Linked DNA regions of Mus musculus: region 2 is linked to region 1. Evidence: chromatin contacts called from public promoter capture Hi-C data. All regions are on one chromosome and are shown on one strand. Each heading gives the region's core, a stretch centred on a gene start, on an enhancer-like site or on the middle of the called end of the contact. The rest is flanking DNA. Distances are from core to core; before and after follow the strand shown.

The links. Promoter capture Hi-C pulls out the DNA fragments that hold promoters and counts their contacts.
Region 2: a promoter capture Hi-C map of liver shows a contact between it and region 1, with 3 times the contacts expected there. The contact joins the promoter of Mroh8 here to the promoter of Necab3 in region 1. A contact is called at or near these places in 2 of 39 promoter capture datasets (liver and pre-B cells).

The regions. Positions count from the first base shown.
Region 1 is chr2:154,557,474-154,562,504 of GRCm38.p6, reverse strand. It overlaps Necab3 (N-terminal EF-hand calcium binding protein 3), which reads left to right and starts at 3,652. Exons shown (of 13, transcript NM_021546.3): 1 at 3,652-3,767. The coding sequence starts at 3,666. E2f1 (E2F transcription factor 1) reads left to right here. Exons shown (of 7, transcript NM_007891.5): 5 at 1,044-1,158; 6 at 1,255-1,474; 7 at 1,570-3,105. The coding sequence ends at 1,817.
Region 2 is chr2:157,277,691-157,282,775 of GRCm38.p6, reverse strand. Mroh8 (maestro heat-like repeat family member 8) reads left to right here and starts at 3,227. Exons shown (of 25, transcript NM_001039557.4): 1 at 3,227-3,584. The coding sequence starts at 3,301. It overlaps Rpn2 (ribophorin II), which reads right to left and starts at 3,678. Exons shown (of 17, transcript NM_019642.4): 1 at 3,441-3,678. The coding sequence starts at 3,453.

The DNA of each region.
Region 1 (5,031 bases), core at 2,403-4,902:
CGGGAGGCAGAGGCAGGCAGATTTCTGAGTGTGAGGCCAGCCTGGTCTACAGAGTGAGTTCCAGGACAGTCAGGGCTATACAGAGAAACCCTGTCTCAAAAAACAAAAATAAAATAAAATCTGACATTCTCTTCTGCTGTCTGAAGACAGCTATAGTATACTTATATATAACAAATAAATCTTTTTTTAAAATCAAGTAATACATTTTAAAAGAAGCCAAGGACTGGAGAGATGGCTCAGCAGTTAAAAGCATTTGTTACTCTTACAGAGGACCCAAGTTCAATTCCTTGCATGTACATGGTGGCTCACAGCTATCTGTAGTTCTAGTTATAGTGCATTTATGCCCTCTTCTGACCTCCAAAAGCACTAAGTGCTTGTGTGGTGCACATACAGGTATGGAAACCACTCATATACAGAAAAGACCAGGCTGAGAACAGGGATACAGACTCTGGGGGAGCAGAGCCATGGGGATATCTGAACTCAGGCTGCTCTGGTCCACATGCTAGGCTAGCCAGGGCTACCCAGTGAGACCCTGTCTCAACCAAAGAAGGAAAGCCCAGTGTGGTGGTATATACTTGTAATCCCAGGGCCAGGGATGAGGCAGAAACTAACACTGAAGGCCAATTGAGGTTATAGAGTAAGACATGCAACATAAGCATAGGTCACTGGATTACACAGACCCTGTCACCAAAGAGTGACAAACCTTTCCTTGGTCATTAATTTAGTTCCCGATTGTAGCTTCAAAGTTAAGACTTTAATTCACAAAAAGAAACTATTAGAAAGTGTGCCTTTTAGTGAATATCATTATCAGTAAGATTGTCAAAATCCATTTCCCAGTCCAGACCTGTTGAGCATTTGATATGAAATTATTACAGGCAGCCATGAGTTTGGAATTGGATGGGTAGATAGTCTCACTGTTGAGAAAGTTGAAGTTTAGTAATGAGATTCTGGGCAGCTACTATGGGCCAGGTGGTGGGATGAGGGTGTCAAAAAGGAGTGACTGGGGAGGCGTATGTGAGTCAGTGGTCCTTGACTCCCCCAACCCTGGCCTATGTGACCTGCCAGGACCTTCGCAGCATTGCAGACCCTGCAGAACAGATGGTCATAGTGATCAAGGCCCCTCCTGAGACCCAACTACAAGCTGTGGATTCTTCAGAGGTGAGACTAAGGACCCTAAGCCTTTCCAAGACAGGGAGGCTGGGCTGGTGCTCACCTAGGCCTTACCTATCTATCCTGCCTGCTGCCTCCACCCAGACATTTCAGATCTCCCTTAAGAGCAAACAAGGCCCCATTGATGTTTTCCTGTGCCCGGAGGAGAGTGCAGACGGGATTAGCCCTGGGAAGACCTCATGCCAGGAGACATCCTCTGGGGAGGACCGGACTGCAGACTCTGGCCCAGCAGGGCCTCCACCATCACCTCCCTCCACATCCCCAGCCTTGGATCCCAGTCAATCCCTGTTGGGCCTGGAGCAAGGTAGGTAGGGCCAGGGTTTGTAGTATTTGGCAGGCACTCATGGCAGCCCCTCTCCTGCTGGGCCTCTCCTAACTTGTAATGCCTCCTTTCTCCAGAAGCAGTATTGCCACGGATGGGCCACCTGAGGGTCCCTATGGAAGAGGACCAACTGTCACCACTGGTGGCTGCTGACTCACTCCTGGAGCATGTTAAAGAAGACTTCTCTGGGCTCCTCCCTGGGGAGTTCATCAGCCTCTCCCCACCCCACGAGGCCCTTGACTATCACTTTGGTCTCGAGGAGGGTGAGGGCATTAGAGATCTCTTTGACTGTGACTTTGGGGACCTGACCCCTCTGGATTTCTGACAGAAGCCTAGGGATTCAGGGTGTCTGGAGATGCCCACCTGTCTGCAGCTTTGGAGCCTCCTGCCCTGGGCCATCCTTCCTGCCTCATTGGAATAGCACGATCCATACCCTCTGTCCCAATAGCTTCTAGCTCTGGGGTTTGGTTGCTGCCACATTGAGCAGACCAAAATGGGAAGGATGTTGTACAGTGTGTGTGCATGCACCCCACACTGCGCACTGTGTGCCTGGGGTGTGTGTCTGAGTGTGTGTGTGTGTGTGTGTGTGTGAGTGTGTGTGTGTGTGTGTGTGAGTGTGTGTGTGTGTGTGTGTGTGTGTGTGTGTGTGTGTGTGTGTGTATGTATGTGTATGTGCACGTGTGCCCGGGAATGAAGGTGAACACATCTGTATGTGTGCTGCAGACACATCCTGGTGTGTCCACATGTGTGCATGGATCCATGTGTGCGCATTGGGGTGGGGGTGGGCTCTAACTGCACTTTTGGTGTCCTTGCTGCAGGGGCCCTGTGAGGCCCAGGGTGGCTGCCTGCTTTCAGAATCCTGTGTGTCAGCCAGGCCGGGTGGTACAGCTTGCCTGGCTGGGTTTGCAGGGCAGCAAGAGCACTGCTTAAAAGTTTTCCGATCGAAGCTTTAATGGAGCGTTTATTTATTTATCGAGGCCTCTGGCAAGCCTGGGGGGATAAGCAAAGGGTGGGGGGCATGGGTGATACCTTAAGTCCCTGTTCTCTGAAGCAAGGGCAGGATCCCTACCCAAGAGTTGCTGAGGCCCAAGCAGTTTATTTATTGGGAAAGGGAGAGGGAGACAGACTGACAGCCATGGATGGGCTGGAGAAACAGTCCCTTTGTACCAGTACTCCAGCCGCATGTATCCAGGGGATCTGAGATGGGGAGGGTACGTGAGGGCCTTGGCTGACTGCGGCCAGGAGGGGTGGGTATGCGTCCTTCCTATGGCTGGAGTGCTCCTCTGCTGTCCTCCCCACCCTCCAGTCTGCACTTTGATTTGTTTCCTAACAGTTCTGTTCCCTCCTGCTTTGATTTTAATAAATGTTTTGATGGTGTTAGGGCTGGGTTTGAAACTCTCCGCCAGCCAGAGTGAGGCTAGTGTTGGAGGGAATGTTCACTCCCTCTTCCTATCTGACTTAATTTCCTTTCAGTTTGTAACCCCTTGAGAAGAAAACTGACCCAATGGTGGGTAGGGAGTTATGCTTGGGACCTAAGTACAGAAGAGGGAGCGTCAGAGTCAGCTTGCTGTGCACCTTCTGAACATTAGTAAAGATGCAACACAGTGAACTGTGTTTGTGTCGAATGCTTTCCTGTGTGTATGTGCGTGGGCCTACGCTTGCAGCTGCTGTTCCCTCCCTATAGGCCTTGTAAGTAGAAGACCAGGGAGAGTTTCCTGAAAGGTGCTGGGGCAGAGATCTGGGAGAAGGAAGGGGTGATTGGCAATCCATGACTTGTGTTAAAGCATAGATGGAAGTCCTCTGAGCTGAGCATCTACAAAGCTTACTTCTTTACAACCTGGGGGCTAAGGGGGAAGGCTATTATCCTCATTTGACAGGGAAGTGCAGATGTCCAGATATAAAACGCTTGTGGGTCTGATCTATTAGGGCTCCTGCACTTAGAGCTTTGCCTGCCCACACCCGACTGGGTGGAGCGCCGGTTCCTGTGGGACTCCTGGCAAGATGTCATTGCCAGTGACTTCTGGGGTGACTCCTTTTGGAAGCCTCTTCCAGGCGGGGAAACCGAGGCCAGGTGGGGGCGGGGCCATGCTTGGGCCAATGGGCGCGCGCCCCGCCCCCAGCCAGCCTGGGCGGCCTGGTAACCGCAACCCGCAGCCTTGCAAGCCTCCGAGCCATGGCGTGCGCCGGGCTGCTTACTGTGTGCCTGCTCGGGCCACCTGCGCCCCAGCAGCCGCGACACTCTGCGCCTGCCGCGGGACACGCGCTTTTCCAGGACGTGAGTGGGGCACCGGCGGGCGGGCATCAGGCTCCCTAGGTCTCAGTCTTCCATGTCCCTGTCTCTCCCTCCACATCTGTTGGTCCTGCTTCGGTCCCTCTCCTAGACTATCTGTGACCCTGCTGTTGTGATCCTCCTGCCTTTTTGTCTTCCTGCCATTGCATTTCTTGTGCTGTCTGTGCCGCTCCGTGTCTCTCCTTGTCTCTCAGCAGTACTGCCCCTCACCCTAATTGTGTCCACTGGGGCTGGGGACTGCCAACACTCAGTCACAGCAGCCTGCTCCATGGCAGCCCCGGCTGGGCTGATAGGACAGGGGAGCCTACCTAGACCTTGAAGGAGCTCTGTCCTGCCCCGGAAGCCTCAGGCCTGATCAAGGGTGGCAGAGTCTTACAGTTGGTAAGGGACTCCTCTCATGGGCAGCAGGTGGCCTTGAGCCCCCTTTTGTAGATGTAGAGCATCCTACCCTGTCTCAGATCGCTGTGCAATCTTCCTGTGCTACCTTACCTAGCTAGAGGCAAAACTCCAAGTGCAGGAGCCCTAGCTCTGAGCGCCTCTCTTTCCCCCTTCTACTATGTGCTCAGCAAGTCCTGGCTCTCTTCTGCCCCTATTCTAGAAGTCCCTGCCAGTGTAAGAGGCTGTTGTGCCCCCTCCCCAATGCCCTAGTGACTCAGCACCTTGACCATGGTCCTTCAAGCCTGAGGAGGCATGTTTCAGGTCAGGAGGCACCCTGGGGTATGAATGGAGTATCTTCATTCAAGCTTAGCTCTCCTGCCCCACTCCCATCCAAATTACCCCAGCCCGGCTGCGTTGAGCTGCTGTGTGATCCCAATCCAGTAGCAGCCCTTTCTCTGAGTCAGCCTAAGGGTTATATTGGTTGATTAGCCTAGTGACCCTGAGGGAGTTGGGTGGAAGAGTTTAGCATTCAGGACCCTGGGCTCTATGAGTTCTGTCTAGGCTTTGAACTTGTCTGTTTCATCATTGCCTCTACAAATAAAATCTACGGGCCGTTGCCACCCTCCTTGTTCCTTACACAAATGTGTACACACAGATGCCCACAGTCTTCATGATGAATTGGCCTTATAAGAGGTCCCAGCCCTGAAAGGGTTAAACTCTAAGCTGCTCCCTCACATACTAGTGGGAAAACCAGAACACCCAAAATAAGCAGGCACAAGGGAAAGAGCCTGTTCAGTGAGGGTAGGTGGAGAATAGTGTGTGGACTTGGGAGAATACCCATAAAGTCAGGGTGGGGGAGGGGTGGGGAGGG
Region 2 (5,085 bases), core at 1,978-4,477, 2.7 Mb before region 1:
GGGTGACAGTGTAGCCACTCAACACACTCTATACTGAACCTAACGGCACCCTCCACAACTAAGAATGTGAGGGCCGATTTCTCTGCTAAACTATCAGCTCCTGGAGGCTGAAGACTGCTTCTCATGACAATCTCAGTATTTCCAAGTCCTGCAGACGGCCAGGCACACGGTATGCCATGAATAAATACCTTACAACTAAATGGATGGCAAAACCAGGCCTGCTGTGATGCCCTAGGGGACAGGAAGAAGTTGTAGGAATGGCACCTGTCTCTCTTCCGTTAAAAATGAAAGAGGGTATTTCTGAATAGGCTGTGTCGTGAAAGTGAATCATCTGTCACCCAAGTTAAAAGCATTAAAAAGCAATTATAAGGTTGACCAATGGTCCTAAATCCTTTGCCCAAGCCAGTATGTGCAGAGGTGGTAGCTCAGTGTAGAATTCGTTCCCTGGGTTTGGTGCACAGCACCTCTAAGCTTCTAAGCCTAAACTGACAAAACAAAGAGCTCTACAATGTGTAGTAGCCATCAATATATTGCATGCTCCAGTTTCATCTGAATTAGAATCCCTTAAAGACATTACTTTACAAAGAAGAAAACTAAGGACTAGAGTAGCTTACACATGGCCAATCTTCACACTCCACTTAAAAGAATGAAATTAGGGCTGGCGAGATGGCTCAGTGGTTAAGAGCGCCGACTGCTCTTCCGAAGGTCCCGAGTTCAAATCCCAGCAACCACATGGTGGCTCACAACCATCCGTAATGAAATCTGATGCCCTCTTCTGGAGTATCTGAAGACAGCTACAGTGTACTTACATATAATAAGTAAATAAATAAATCTTTAAAAAAAAAAAAAAAGAATGAAATTAAATTGGTGTGAGGAGTATATACATATGGAGGTCAGAGGAACACTTGCACTTAGTGTTAGCTAGAAAACATGTAGGTCCTGAAGATTGGATTTGGATCATCTTATCAGCCAGGCTCAGCGACAAGATTCTTCCTTCCTTCCTTTCTTTCTTTCTTTCTTTCTTTCTTTCTTCTTCCTTTTTTGGAGAATGCTGAAGTGCATAACTCAGAATCACTCCTCTATAGACAGTAGTTTCATTTAAGTCTTTTGTGTGTCTGTCAACCTAAATGTGAAACTCTTCAGAACACTAAAGGCAGAGGTGATGGCTTAGCGGAGAATTCGTTCCCTGGGTTTGGTGCACAGAACCTCTAAGCCCCTAACCCTACACTAAGGAAGCCAAGAGCGCTACAACGTGTGGTACCCATCAATATACTGCATGCTCCAGTGCTTTTCCCTCCATGCTGGGAACTGAACCCCAAGCACTAGTTTAGTGTTAAAAATAAACATACAGCTCGGAACCGCCATTCTCAAACAGATTACATTCTAGTGGGAAAAAAAAGTTAAGAACCATGATTTATCCCATTGGAAAGCAGAGAGGCACTGGAGAGAAAATAAAGCACAGAACAGGTGTCTTGGTATCTTGGGAGGAATGTGTTCTGTATGCAGTGATCTCTCAAGGCCCAAATGAGAAACTGTAACAAGAAAACTAGATACAAAGACAGGATTGGAGCTCATATGTTAACAGGTAGCAGAAGCCAATCCAAAGGACCTGTAGGCAACTGAAAGAAGGCAACTGAAAGAAGGGACCACAGCACAGCTCTGAGTAGGGAAGCGATCTGACAAGCAATTTAACAGGATTGCTTTGCTGAAGACAATACTGGGTTATACCCGTTACACCCGCCTAAGCAGGGGTGAAGACAGGAGGAGGGGGAGGAGCTATGTAGGAGGATACTGCCATGCTCCAAATACAGAAAGAATGAGAGCCAATAAGGGAACAGAGGTGGAGGTGCTAAGGAAATAGTCAGTCTTGCCACAATTTGAAGTTAAAACCTATCAGAATTGCCAATGGCTAAGAAGATGTAGAGAAAGAGACATCGAGGCATTTGGCAAAATTCCCAATGACCAATGGGCAATCAGGGATTTGATGTAGTGAAGGACTATGATCACCGCTCCTCCAGCTAAACTGTGAATCCCCTTATAGCCTCTGTGCCAGAAGCTGAATCTTTCTACACTTAAGCACAGTAGCAACTTTTCTGGCTCGTACTTGAACACTCAATTGAATGGGTAGGCCCAAATTATACTGAGTTCTTTGTATGCACTGCACCAGTCTTTAAGCCTTCTAATATCCAAGTGAGGTGGGTATTTTCTGCATTTTACAAACCAAGAAATGGTTTGTAAACTATTTCATACCTGTCACTCCAGGACTAGGGAAACAGAGGCAAGATGGTGAGTCTGAGCTGGAGCCCCAGCTTCATAGTAAGACCCTACCTATTCTGTGTGTATTGTGGTACATGCACATAAGTGTATGCCAGTGCACAGGCATGCAGAGGCCAGAGTAAACACAGGATGACTTCCTCTGATGTTCTATGCCTTCTTGCCTTGAGGCAGGGCCTTTTCACTGATCTAGAACCATTTTTGCTAGACTAGATGGTTACCTCTTGGGATCTGCTGGTCTCTGCCCTCCAATGCTGGGGTTACGTGCACAATGCAGCCAGCCATACCCAGTGCTAAGATTTGAACTCAGATCCACAAGTTGCACTGAACCAACTCCCAGCTCCCTAGACCCTATCTAAGTAAAGAAAAGAAAAAAGGTTCTTAAGTAGGTGCCCACTCCCTTGCCCTGAGACAAATAACTGAAACTCAAACTTAAGTTTCAATGCAAGTTCTGACTTTAGCCACTTTACCAACAAATAAAATAGTGACTTGAATACACTAAGATTCCCACCTATCCACTCAGAATCTACCAAGCATTGAGTTTTGCCCGGCACTGTTAAAAGCAAGCACAGAAATATCATTTAACACAACTCTTGCGAAGCAGATACCAGATGAGAAACTAAGCTGTTGAGTCCCTGGCTTCTGTTCTCACAATCAATACGTGGCCGGTTACAAGTCTGCACCCGTAATATCACTTCATACCCTAGGCTTTCAGCTCCCAGACAGACCTGTGAGTCTCCTGTCCCTGTCAGGGAAAAGGAACCTAGAAGTCGAAGAAAGTCTAGTGACATGCTCAAAAGCTTTCATGATGCCAGGGGTGGCTCTCTGTGACAGGCGTAGGCCGCTGGTACTACTCGAATGAATGGAGGAGGCCAGGCTCGGGCTCCGCGCTGCCCGGGCTCGCGCTCGGCCTTGCGGGGACCCGTAGTCCCACGTCGCACGCCCCGCCACCAACCCTTCGGGTCCCCAGCACTTCACCAGCTCGCAGCCTCCGCCACACGCTCGACCCCGAAAGCGCCCGTGCCCATGCCCCTGCCCCGTAGGGGAGGGGAACCGCGCCTAGCCGGCGCCCGTGTGGTCCGCACTAGCCTCCCGCGGGCGACGCCCCGCTCCCCAAAGCGTGTCGGCCGCGGGGCCCCACTATTGAGCCATGCGCAACGCCTCACCCGGCGGCGCCATTCCTCCGAGCAGGTCCCACCGGAGCCCGAGCAGGCAGACTTCCGCTCCGGGAAGTGGCTCCAAGAGCGCGCCGGAGGGGACGCCAGGGACCCGCGGCACACGCCACTTGCCAGAATGGGCTCCCGGCAAAGGTCAGTCGCGGCGGTCCCGCTTGGCAGGGCCGTGCCCGGCAGCCGCAGTGTGGGGCAGTTGAGTCGCGGCGTGCGAACCTCACTCACGGGTCCTGCTTGCCAAGCCGTCCTCTCCCCCGCGCCGGGACCCACTTGGAACCGACCGCCTCTCAACCGCCCTGCTCACGCCGCCACCGGGACCCGATTGGGCCGGGCCTTGGGGCGGGCCTAAGACGGGGCCACCTCTGATTGGCCAGTGACAGTGACTGGCCGGACGCGCTGTCACTCACGGTTCTCTCCCGCAGCCCGGCCAATTTTAAAAGGGTCCGGTTGGGAGGGGAGCGTTATCGTAACATTTGATTTTATCCACTTTGGGAAATTATGGTTAATGCATTACTTAGATTATTAATAATTGGCTGGTGAGTGAGGGTTTATCCAGTTTTCAAACCTGTGAGCTATACAGGTAACGGAGAGGAGCGTTTTAAAATGTTTGATTTTTTTTTTTTGAAAATTTCATACAATATATTTTGATCATATTCATTTCCTTCCCCCAACACCTTCCATATCCTCCCCCAACTCCCTACACACCCAACTCATGCTCTATTTTTCCTCTTTCTAAAGTAAAAAACAAACTAAGCATGGAGTCCTGCCCTGGAGAGTGGTTGATATACCCAGTCACTCCACTGAAGAAAACTGATTTTCCCTCTCCCAGCAGCTATCAGTTATGAATAGTTTTGGCTACAGTTGGGTCTTTTGTGCCCACTCCCCCTTCTCTGTGTTTTGTATGGCTTGAGCTTTTGTGGGTCTTGTGCATACTGACACAATCCCTGAAAAACTGCTTATTGGAAGCCGTTTATCACCCCTGGCTCTTAAACAATCCTTCTCCTCTTCCACATAGACCCACGCCCATGAGCCCTGAGGTAAAGGGGATGCTGTAGACATCCCATTTAGGGCTGAGTGTCCCAAGATCTCTTATTCTCTGTGTGTTGACCAGTTTTGGGTCTCCGTGTTAATTGCTGTCTACTCCAGGAAGGGTTGAGGGATGCGCTGGTCTGCAAATTTAACAGACTCAAAAATGGAAGCCAGAACTAATGTGTAGCTCTGATTACCGAGCTCACAATATAGGCAGAAAGAGTACTGAGCACCCTACATATGTTATCTTATTTACTCTTTATTATTATTCTGTGAAATGTTACTTTTAATACTTTAAAAGGAAGGAAATATTTCAGCCCTTGCGTTCTGATGACAGCCTAGATGTGTGCTAATTAACTATTGTGAACATGTAGAATTTTGCAATACAGCAATGCTGCTTCTCTTCAGTATCACTCCAGATATGTAGCGGGGAGTCGGACCACTCCTCCATACAGCAGTCACTAGCTCTCTGCAGTAATTTCTCTTTGAACTTAGTCCAATTAAGTAAAATTTAAGCTTCAGCTCCTCAGCTATACTATGCTTCTGATCAGCCAATGCTGTGCTCAGGGTAGCTGGTGGATCTTGCACTGAGTAATTTGAAATTACAGGA